Regions from separate parts of the Mus musculus genome. Here regions 2, 3 and 4 are each linked to region 1. A link is a contact called in public capture Hi-C and promoter capture Hi-C data. All regions are on one chromosome and are shown on one strand. Each heading gives the region's core, a stretch centred on a gene start, on an enhancer-like site or on the middle of the called end of the contact. The rest is flanking DNA. Distances are from core to core; before and after follow the strand shown.

Region 1 (2,532 bases), core at 12-2,511:
AGCCATCTCCTAGGTGTTCGTGAGCATGCACATTCCCCTCCTTATATCCATTGCACAGCTAATCTAGGCTTCTGATTGCATAGCATTGGAGCCCCAGATTCCAATGAAGCCTGAGAGAGACTGGTGTTCCAAGAAGACAAGTCTTAAATACAGAGGCACTTATCAGGCTTCCCTAATGGACTCAGAACCAGACAGATATCCACTTGGTCAAAGCTACCCAAGCCAAGGGTCAGTGTGGGAGAGGACCATACAGCAGCCGATTCTCTGTCAGGAGACTAGTCCTTTAGAGGCTAGCAAGTTCTTCTGTGAGATGGTGTCAGAAGTAAAATTACAAAAATGCAGCCCAACCTGTTTTCAAGGAACCCACAGAGGTGAAATCTTGCCAAGACTATCAACGTTGTGTTGGCATCCAGGTGGATCAATGTAGAGGTCATTAATTTACTGAGGACAAAGTGCTTGCTTATGGTGTTGAGCTAAGAGTGTAGCCATGAGCCAGGTAACCACAGGAAGTAACCTCCTGGGGCCAGGGAAGAGCAATTTGCACCAGGATACAAAGTTACTTCTTGCTTTCACTTCTGTGGCCATTCACCTTTTCCACTTTCACCTCTGCCAAACAAAGGAACTATTGACTGAGAGCTCAGGCACTCCCCTCTCTTGGCTTCAAGACAAGAAGATCAGGTCAGGTGCTCTCCCATTTCTTGTATGCTTTATTACGTTTAACTTTTTTTTTAAAACTAAATAACAACCTGGCTGAATACTATGTCATTGCTCATCTGTAATGAAAAGAAAACTGACTTCATTCCCTTGCAACTCCGTTTCTTTAACCAGTTGGAGTCCTCATAGCTAATTGAGGAAGAAGGAGTTAATCCCGAGCTCTTCTCTGACCAAACAGATGCCTACTGATGCCTAATTTGTGGGTTTTGTGGAAAACTGGGCCTGCTTGAGTAAGAAAGGCTCTTTGTGACACCCAGTGCTGGACCAAACTTCTGCCTTCCTTCCTCCCTCCCTGCTCCCTTCCCCCATTGTTATTTCCCGGCCTAGTTGTTTCTGGGAGTTTCCTGCTTTTGAGGCAGGACCTCCTCCTGTGTCCGAGATGTCCTCAACATTTCCTGCTGGAAAACTGGATGGCCATTTTTACCTAAGAGATTAAGTTCGACTTTACTCATTTTGCAAAGAAGATAAAGCGAGGTAAGTGAATGGCTTTCACTTTGTTTAGACACATCCCATTTCCCCACACGGCCGGTCCCTGTTGGCCCCTCCCACTATGCGCGATTCCCGACCAGCACTCTGGGTCTCTGGGCGGCAGTCCCAACCTCAGACCATGCACTGCGCATATCACAGGTTTGCAAGGATCTGAAACCCACTGCAGAGGGCTTGGCTCTGAAGCCAGAAACTTACTGACTTCCAGAATTCTGCCCCCAGGCGGCGGCCGGTTCCTCGGCTTACACCTTCCTCCCTGAAGGTCGATTTGTGACCATTTCAATGAATCCCAGGAGGCCCTTAAAAAGAAACTAAAAAAGGGTAACAGTTTAATAACAATTTAACTGTTTCGCTGAAAATATCCTCTCTCTCTCCCTCTCCCTCTCCCCCTCCCCCCCCCCCCCTCTCTCTCTCTCTCTCTCTCTCTCTCTCTCTCTCTCTCAACTTAAGTTTCACTTTCAGGCTGAAAGGAAATGTGTGATTTAAAAAAAAAAGTCTGAATGAAAACTAAGGGGATGCAGGACCTCAGGCTGAGTAAAATCAGAATGTACTTGGCTTTTGAGGTTGACGCACCTGTTCTCTATCTGGGAAGTTAAACTGCCTGAATCACAATCGCGCACCAAAAGAAGATAGAAGATGATGCAGGTATTGGGAGAAGGGGAAAAATGCACCATAGTTCCAAATGTAAATTTAGCTACAAATTCTGATATCTTGTGATGAAATGCCAATTTTATGCAGCAACTAAAACAACAGCAGCAAGAACATACTTCCTCTATAGACTTCTCTTCTTGGAAAGATACTTTGAGAAAGCATTCAAAGTGATTTTGTAAAAGGCTTTAAAAAGTGGGTGAATGTGGCTCTGAGGGGTGTAAGGGGTAAACAAGATCAAAATACATATGTATGTGTAATGAATAGTATGAAATCATCAAAGAGCAAGTAAAAGGATTATATTAAAAGGTAGTTAAAAATACTTTTTAAAAAATTGCACCTTTTCCAAAAACAAAATAAAACAACAACAACAACAACAACAACAAAAACGCAGAAGGTTAAAAAGTCCTTTGTATTTAGTGAGCTAGAAAGGAAGACCTGGCACTCCATGACAATGTTCTTGAGAAAGGACAAATTCTCAGATGTTTCTAGGAACTGGCCAGTCACTTTCTGTTACAGAATGAAGAAGGGCAGCAGGAGAGGAGGGCAGGCTGTTCTGGAAGTTGTAGAGTAAGGCCAGAAACCAGGCTGGCAAATTATGGACTAGTTTGGGGAAAGCAGTCAACCTTCACCATATAGAAGTTGTCATAAGCTCTTCTCATGACTTTATGATGTGATTTTGTG
Region 2 (2,532 bases), core at 11-2,510, 630 kb before region 1:
AAAAACATTTTGGTTAAAAGTCAATATGCAAAAAAAAAAATCTCATCATCTCTGGGAAACTGTATTACAATTCCCTGATTATTTAAAGAGTGTTCCCCAGCCCCACCCCACCCCCAACCCCAGTTAGCTTATTTCAAGCTTTGAATCTGGCTGTAGAGTCAGGCTGTCCCCTGAGGTTGGACACTGATAGAATAAGGGTAGGGTGGAAGTGGGAGTTTGGGGTCTGTACGTGAACCGACTACACTTTCCTGGGTTCGTGACCTGCTGTCTGCGATGTTGCCTGTCCCTCAGGAGGAGATAGAAGAGGACAGCGACCTGTCCGATTACGGGGATGATGTGGACGGGAAGAAGGATTCCTTGGCTGAACCGTGTTTCATGCTGATCGGGGAGATTTTCGAACTTCGAGGAAGTAAGTCTCTTTGATGGCAGTGGGATTTATTGATCATTGCTCTGCTTCCAGCATGTATTAAATGTATCTGTACTCATGTGTTCATGCATCCAAGATGCACTTTAAAGATGCTTCAGGTGTTACACTTCATCCTTGGTGCTGAAGGTACAGCCTTAGGACAGAGAGAACTTCTATATTCCTGAGACTTGGGTTCCTGCTGTACTCAGCATTGTGCTCCTCTGTGTTAAAACAGAGACAATGCTTTGAACTCTTTTCGTGTGGCTCAGTATAGTTTCATTGTCTCATCACCAGAACTTACTCAAAAAATGATTTGCATAGCCTGTGATTAAAGATGCAGTTTTGATGCCAGGGTAGTGTTTTGGATATATATCATATATTATAAATGTATAAGATGTATAATATATGAAGGCTGAGTGTAGAATAGTTTCAGTAACTAAAGTTATAGAGTAAATAAACTTTAGAAATGGAGGCTAGTTAAACTGCTTAAGAAATTAGTCAAATATTAAACTCTTTCAGATGAAAGATTTTTTAGCCTTGTTGTAATTTAGATTCTTCTAAAATGGTCGCTGATCTTTAACTTGATTCAGTTTCGTCAGAAAACAATAGTATTACACTCAGTCTTTCTTTCTTCAATGAAATCTTGTCCACAAATCTGTGCGTCTTCCCATTTGCCACAGAGGGTGAACAATGAGAATGCAGCGTCCTACCTGGTAGCTTCTTTCCCATAACCTCCAAGAGACGAAAACACTCTGTGTCTGCATCAGAGCCAGTCCCAGCCCTAGGAGGATGCTAAATGCTGGCATTTTAGCCTGCTCATCCTCCGCTGACCGTCTGCTCAGAGCATGTTTGGTTTTGTCAATGACATTTCCGAGAGGAATAAATAGAATGCCTTGATAACGAGACAGGATGCATTTGCCATCAGCAGACGCCTCGGGTGGCTGCTGCAGCGGCCACCGTGCTTTGAACAGACGTGCTTTAATAGGCGTCAAGGGGGCATTTGGGCAGGTGGGGGCTGGGAATGAGGAGACAGGGCAAGTTCTAGGTGAGGAGACCCAGTGATGGGAGGGAGCCCAGCAAACGTCTGCTGCTTCTTTGTGTTCGGTGTACAGAAGGACCTAGTAAGACACAGTTTTATTTTAAATCCTCAACTGTCAGGCAGTTGTGATCAGACCGGCTGGCTAAGAACTACCTCTCTCCTGACCTAGAAAGGCCAAGCAAAGCTATCGTCATGAACAGAAATGTTCATTCTAGCCCAAAGGCCAGCCTAAAATAAACACATCTACATACATCCCATACAGAGGCTCCAGGCATCTCTGAAGCATGGGTCTGAATCCAGACCCTAACTTTTATTTGGGGGTGGTTAGGTTTTTAACTAGGCATTGAGGCTCAGTCAGTAGTTAGGAATACCCTTACATACCTTGGTCTACTGCTGGGTCTATGCCAGTTGTTGCTCTTGTGTAATCACCCTTGGGAGAGGGCCTTTGGGAATTTATTCCTTTTAATTTTCCCTACTCGATCCAGAAGGCCTGAACTGTTGGCTCCATTGTTGCCAAGTCTGTGTTTATCATTGTGCTAGTAGCCAAACATTCAGGGGCTAGAGATGGAAATGTGGATTTTTAAAACTTTTATATTAAAATTTATGAATGTAAAAAATATCATTTTTTTCCTTTTTTTGTTTACATTAATATTCTACACCTGTAAAATGTCTCTATGTTAGTAATAAAAGTTATGACAGGTAGAACCCCTCATGCACAGAAAATACCCTTAGTGACTGTCTTAATCAGGGTTTCATTGCTGTGAAGAGAACCATGATCAGAGCAGCTCCTCTAAAGGGAAACATTTAATTGGGGCTGGCGTACAGGTCAGAGGCGCACTCTGTTATTATCCTGATGGGAAGCATGGTGGCACACAAGTAGACACGGTGCTGAGAAGGAGCTGAGAGTTCTATATCTTCATCTGTAGGCAGCAGGAAACTGTGTGTCACACTGCTTGAGCATAGGGTACCTCAAGCCTGCTTCCACAGTGATGTCCTTCCTCTAGCAAAGCCACGCCTTCTCCAACAAGCCACACATGGGTCTATGGGGGGTGGGGTGGGCATACCTATCAAACCCCACAGGGACAGA
Region 3 (2,532 bases), core at 17-2,516, 600 kb before region 1:
ATTAGATGCTGTTAATCTCAGTTTCTTTCCAACTTCTCATCCCTAAAGCTTAGCTCAGAGAAAGAACATAACCTAAGCAGAGTCATGATCACAGCACCAACACACACCTGGCATAATCAAGAAGTGTTTATTGTGCTTGGGTGAGGGTTCACTGCCGGGTAGGCACTCCAATGCAGTCTCTGCATGCACTGGGCAAAGCTGTCTGTGAATGAGTTAAACTCTTAGCCTGAGCCATGTTAGGACTACTAATCAAATGGGCTGGCCATCTCCAGTTTAGTTTTTACAAGCTTATGTAAAAATAGCTTTCAGTATCCATTTGAAGTAAAGCGCAGCGTTGCGCTCTCTGAGGGAAGCAACATCTGGCGTCTCTTTTTTAGAACGAATCCCTAAGTGCTGGGGGGGGGAGGGGTGAAAATGTAATCAGGCTTGAATTGTGAAACACCTCCAGGATCAGCTTGCTGTCTGAGTAAGAAGGTCACTAATCTCCAGGAAAGCCAGAAAGGAGTATAACATTAACTACCTCCTGGAAACCAGTGGCATGGGTTTTTGTTTGTTTGTTTTGTTTATTCTAAGCTTACATGGAATTTCAGTAAAAATAGTTTCCAAGCAAGAATTAACTATTCAGATGTATACCGGGCTTTTCCTTCTTCCACTGGAAGAATTTCTGTTGTTTGGCAGCATACTGAGACAGAGAGAAAGGGTTTTTGGGCAACTTCTCGCTGCTCAGCTTCATCCTGTCTCCACAATGTGGGTCCTGTTAAGGAAGAACACATAGGTGGTTACAATTTCTCCTCCCGGGAAAGCACCAAGGGAGACTTCACTCCCCATCACAGAAGCATCTGCCCCACATTGCCTGGCCAAGGGACCCTGAGCTAGCAACAAATCCCGACTGGCTAAGGATTCACACATGGCAGGGGGCGTCCTGTCATTCCCAACTGCTGCCACTCAGTGGCAACAGACTACACCGCTCACAGTCGCTGCTCCTGTCACGGAGGACTTTCCTGTCGCCCTTTAACTGAAACTGGCCAGAGTAATCCGTTTCGGATGACAGGATGCGTCTGTTTTACCTGGGAATACACTGTGTTTTAGCTCTGTTGCTCAGTCTTCTCTTCCAGTCTGTACTGGATTGCCATGTTACCAGATGGACCACTGCTGCATGGTAAATCAGAGCCTTCATATAAAATGTAGGGGCCACCTCATTTGGGTTGAAGGAGTCCAGGTTGGCCTAAGCTGAGAGTAGTGAAGACAGCAAACTCTGTTGTTGCTATGCTTTTTTTTTTTTCTTTCTGTTTTGGTCTTTGACATTCTACTGGTTCAACTTACTTCCACCAATCAGGAGCCAGCGCCCAGGCCAGGTCTCTCTGATTGGTGGTCTACAGAAGTTCTTAAGAGAAGCTTTGTGTGATTGGAAAGCTGCATTTACATACTTACAGGATACTATTTTAGGCAACACGCTGCTTCATTGGATGAGAGTGGAACTCAAAAAAAAAAAAAAAAAAAGACATGGTTTACTAAGTCAGCAAAAAATAAAAATAAAATAAAATCACTGAAATGTCTGTATGTGGGAGGAGTTAATTAAGAGCTAATTTCTTTATCTGTAGTTTGAAATAAAGGTTCTTAAAGTGTCCTTTCCTTGATATACAAAGTTAATGGGCCCAGCATGGTGGCGAAATGTCTTTAATTCTGGCACTCAGGAGGCTGAGGTTAGCAGATCTCTGCTAGTACAAGGCAGCCTGGACGAAATAGTGAGACCCTGTCCACAACCAGACAAAAAACAAAGTTGCTGGTTACTGGGTTGGAGATGTGGTTTCAGCAGTTAAGAGCATCAGGGTTTAGTTCCCAGCACACCACAGGGCATCTCACAACTGTCTGTAACACAGTTCCTGGGGATTGGATGCCCTCTTCTGACTTATTCAGTCACTAGACACATGTGCCTAGTGTACATGTACACACATGTATCTCTCTAGTGATACACATACACACATGCAGTCAAACCACTCATACACATAAAAATAGAAAGAAATTAATTAAAACAAAACAACAACAACAACAAAAAAAAACAAGTCAAAGTGTTTCCAGAGGATCTGAACTTGGTTCCCAGAAGCCACCTTGAGTGGGTCCCAACCACCTGTAGCTCCAGCTCTAGAGAGTGACCACCCACTTCTCGGCTCTGCTGGCACCCCTCACATGGGACATATATGCATGCAGACACACATACACATACTCATAAGAATAAATCTTTAAAAAGTAAAGTAATTGGATTATGTATATTGCAAAATCTAAGTTTCCACTAAAGAATATAAAGTTCCCAATGAACGAAGCCACATGTGTAAGATATATAGAAGAAAGCAATCCAAATATGACAGCCTACTGTCAACCACCACTCACAAACTAGATGAAAAGATGTTATTTCTCTGAAGACATTAATACAGTGTGCTACTATCTAACAAGGTTTAGAGCAGAGGTTCTCAACCTTCCTAATGCTGTGGCCCTTTAATACAGGTCCTCATATTGTGGTGACCCCTCCAACCA
Region 4 (2,532 bases), core at 19-2,518, 520 kb before region 1:
ATTCTGTCTCCCCTGAGTCTGACCTTTACAGGGGATTCGAGCTGATGTTTGCCCAGTAAGAACTTCACTCCTGAAACCATCTCCTCAGCCTCTAAGTGCAACACACATGCGCTTGCCGTATTGAGGCGACTCCAGCTTTTCTGACCTTTGTTGAGCGCAGGGGTAAATACTAGGCTATTTAAATGTCTTTAACCATCTGTGATGGTATTTAGTCTCGTTACCCTGCCCCACTTTGCTGGTTCCTCAGGGAAGATTACAGGTCTTCATGCCTGGTAACAGAGGAATACAGAAAGCGATGGTCTACTCATCCTCCATGTTCTCCATCTTCAATCAAGTTGACTTTTATCAGGGGAGGTGTGGCCTTGCATTGGCTAACGTGTGAAAAGGAACCCAGTCCCATGTCTACTCCATCAATTCTCTCTGCCTCACCTGGGGAACTCACGATTGGGGTCCCACCCATCAATCTAAAAGCCACCTTTGCTCATAAGTCCTGGCTCCTTCTCTTGATGTCCCACTGTGCACCCATGTGAGAGGGGTGCTGTCCCTTTGGGCTTCTCTTCAGGAAGTGAGATCCCAATGGCAGTGTTCTGTGGTCCTCAAGTTACTCTACACATCTGAGTCTTTGTTTATCGGAACTCGTGGCTGTTTGAATTCTTTCAAATATCCTCCCCATGCTATAGCTCATTTCCCACCAATATTTACTGCAAAAACGTAGATTTTACCTGGTTCATTGCCCCCGCTTTCCTTTACCCCCTCAGAGGAATTCAGGATCTTGGATGCTGAAAGGAGAATGGAGTCAACTTCATCTTCTTCCGCGAGGTGCTTCTCTGGAACAGACCCGAGCACAGCTTTTGGAGCTGGAAGGTAGCCTGGGAAGGTGAAGAAGCGAGGCACGGACATTCGGGTCGCCCACGCCCTCTGTGGCCACCAGAGGGCGCGCTATGATCAGGTAGAGATGTCAACTCTGCAAATAGGGGTGAAGGCGGCATCCCGCCAGGGGGCAGGCGAGTGCTTTCTCACTGAGCAGGGGATTTGAGGTCGGGAAGATAACGCACACCAGACCCATCCGGAAAACTCCGGAGGCTTTGGGATGAAGGGACATGGGTGTGGTTCCACTATCCTCCATTTCCCAGAGCCTCCCTCTAGAGGACAGCCTCCCGGATCGTTCTTACCGGGGCTCATTTCTGTCGCTTAAGATCTCTCCACCAACTGCCTTGCCCCAAGCATTCAGCTCTGCCGCTTCTAGCCGCAGCATCCCGTTGCCTAGTAACGGAGGTCGGGGGGGGGGGGAGCCCTGCCCACCCCCACCCTTTTCCGGAGCTGATGCAGACGATGTGATTGGTTTTCATTTATATGAAGTGCACTGATTTTCCTGTACACTTGATAAAACACTTGAAAAAGGCGGGTGCTTCCCCGGGAAGCAGAGCTTGAGTGACTGGTTAGAAAACACGAGCTTTTAAGTAAAAGTTTTCAATAAATACATATGACTTATTTTTGCAAAATCAGTTATCTCAGATAGAATATACAGTCATTGAGAACTGAATTTTAAATCACTGTGAGTAGGAATTGACAGCCACTATGATGTAATAATTTATTACTTAATAAATTACACCTGGCTTACTTTCAGGGAAGAGGCATGATGGTTTAATGTTCATGAGCTATAATTTCTTATTTTCTGGAGCAATGGTTTTTACAAGACTCGACAGTCTTTTTTTTTTTTTTTTTGGTCGCATTGGACAGCTTTAATACATTTAAATTTTTCAGCCTAATACATCTGTTAAACCACTATTCTAAAGAAAATAATATAGTTCATCAAATGCTGGGTATTAATGTAACAATGAAATATTATGTGACAACTCTAATTTGTGGATGGTGACGGTGAGTATTGGCTATTACATAGAAATCACCTGGAGATTTTCATGAGATGACTAAGTCACAACAGTTGGCATAGACTGTAAAACAAAATGATAAGTGTTTGCAATGTTAACCTCAATTTTAATCTGTGCACTGGTCTCAGCAGAAATCTACTTTTATTTTAGGATAACTTCTCAGTTAATCTATCAGAAAAATGACCTTTAGTAGAAAAGGTTTAAGTTTTAAAGATTTATTAATTTGTTTTGTGTGTGTGTGTGTGTTGTATGTGTGTGTGTGTGTGTGCATGCAGGTATGTATGTATGTGTTTGTGTGTGTGTGTGTGTGTACATGAGTGTGGAAGTCAGAGACTTATGCTGTATTTATTTATTGAGATCCACCTAAAGTTTTTGGAGCAGAGTATTTTGCTGCGCCTGGAGCTCACAGACAGTCTCTATTGTTTGGTCAGTGAGCCCAAAGGGATCCTCAATGTGGACAAAGGGCGACAGACATGTGCACCATGTTGCCCCTGGCCTTTTACCGTGGACATCAAACTCAGGTTCTCATGCTTGTGTGGTAAGCCATTCGCCAACTATCTGCCTGTCCTCCTGGACTATTAAGAGCAAATTGCTGACTTCATCCCATCTCTCCTGAACATTTGGGTGTGTATTTTATAAGAAT

Evidence for each region. Promoter capture Hi-C pulls out the DNA fragments that hold promoters and counts their contacts. Capture Hi-C pulls out chosen DNA fragments and counts their contacts.
Region 2: a promoter capture Hi-C map of hippocampal neurons shows a contact between it and region 1, with 3 times the contacts expected there. The contact joins the enhancer-like site here to the promoter of Tlr3 in region 1. A contact is called at or near these places in 6 of 39 promoter capture datasets (the 3T3-L1 cell line, hippocampal neurons, liver and 1 more) and 1 of 9 other capture datasets (embryonic stem cells).
Region 3: a contact with region 1 is called in a promoter capture Hi-C map of liver, with 7 times the contacts expected there. The contact joins the promoter of Lrp2bp here to the promoter of Tlr3 in region 1. A contact is called at or near these places in 15 of 39 promoter capture datasets (the 3T3-L1 cell line, 3T3-L1-derived adipocytes, cranial neural crest and 9 more), 3 of 115 datasets of contacts at active chromatin or transcription factors (embryonic stem cells, large pre-B cells and neural tube) and 3 of 9 other capture datasets (adipose tissue, embryonic stem cells and liver).
Region 4: a capture Hi-C map of embryonic stem cells shows a contact between it and region 1, with 6 times the contacts expected there. The contact joins the promoter of Ccdc110 here to the promoter of Tlr3 in region 1. A contact is called at or near these places in 25 of 39 promoter capture datasets (the 3T3-L1 cell line, 3T3-L1-derived adipocytes, the C10 cell line and 15 more), 1 of 15 datasets of contacts at CTCF or cohesin (large pre-B cells), 2 of 484 Hi-C or Micro-C datasets (cerebral cortex and cranial neural crest), 13 of 115 datasets of contacts at active chromatin or transcription factors (cardiomyocytes, embryonic basal ganglia, embryonic forebrain and 9 more) and 5 of 9 other capture datasets (adipose tissue, embryonic stem cells, liver and 2 more).

What each region holds. Positions count from the first base shown.
Region 1 is chr8:45,409,109-45,411,640 of GRCm38.p6, reverse strand. Tlr3 (toll-like receptor 3) reads left to right here and starts at 1,261. Exons shown (of 7, transcript NM_001357316.1): 1 at 1,261-1,341; 2 at 1,663-1,845.
Region 2 is chr8:46,039,194-46,041,725 of GRCm38.p6, reverse strand. Snx25 (sorting nexin 25) reads left to right here. Exons shown (of 19, transcript NM_001372342.1): 15 at 292-409. Among named protein-coding and RNA genes, the nearest start is that of Lrp2bp, 30 kb to the right of the region's middle. Within about 2 kb of position 1,260, at least 14 of the 459 cell types and tissues checked have an H3K27ac peak or open chromatin away from gene starts, as enhancers often do. A contact at or near this core is called in hippocampal neurons, where this site is marked.
Region 3 is chr8:46,009,336-46,011,867 of GRCm38.p6, reverse strand. Lrp2bp (Lrp2 binding protein) reads right to left here and starts at 1,266. Exons shown (of 9, transcript NM_026278.3): 1 at 1,068-1,266; 2 at 634-754. The coding sequence starts at 733.
Region 4 is chr8:45,933,355-45,935,886 of GRCm38.p6, reverse strand. It overlaps Ccdc110 (coiled-coil domain containing 110), which reads right to left and starts at 1,268. Exons shown (of 7, transcript NM_001033246.3): 1 at 1,173-1,268; 2 at 723-869. The coding sequence starts at 1,182.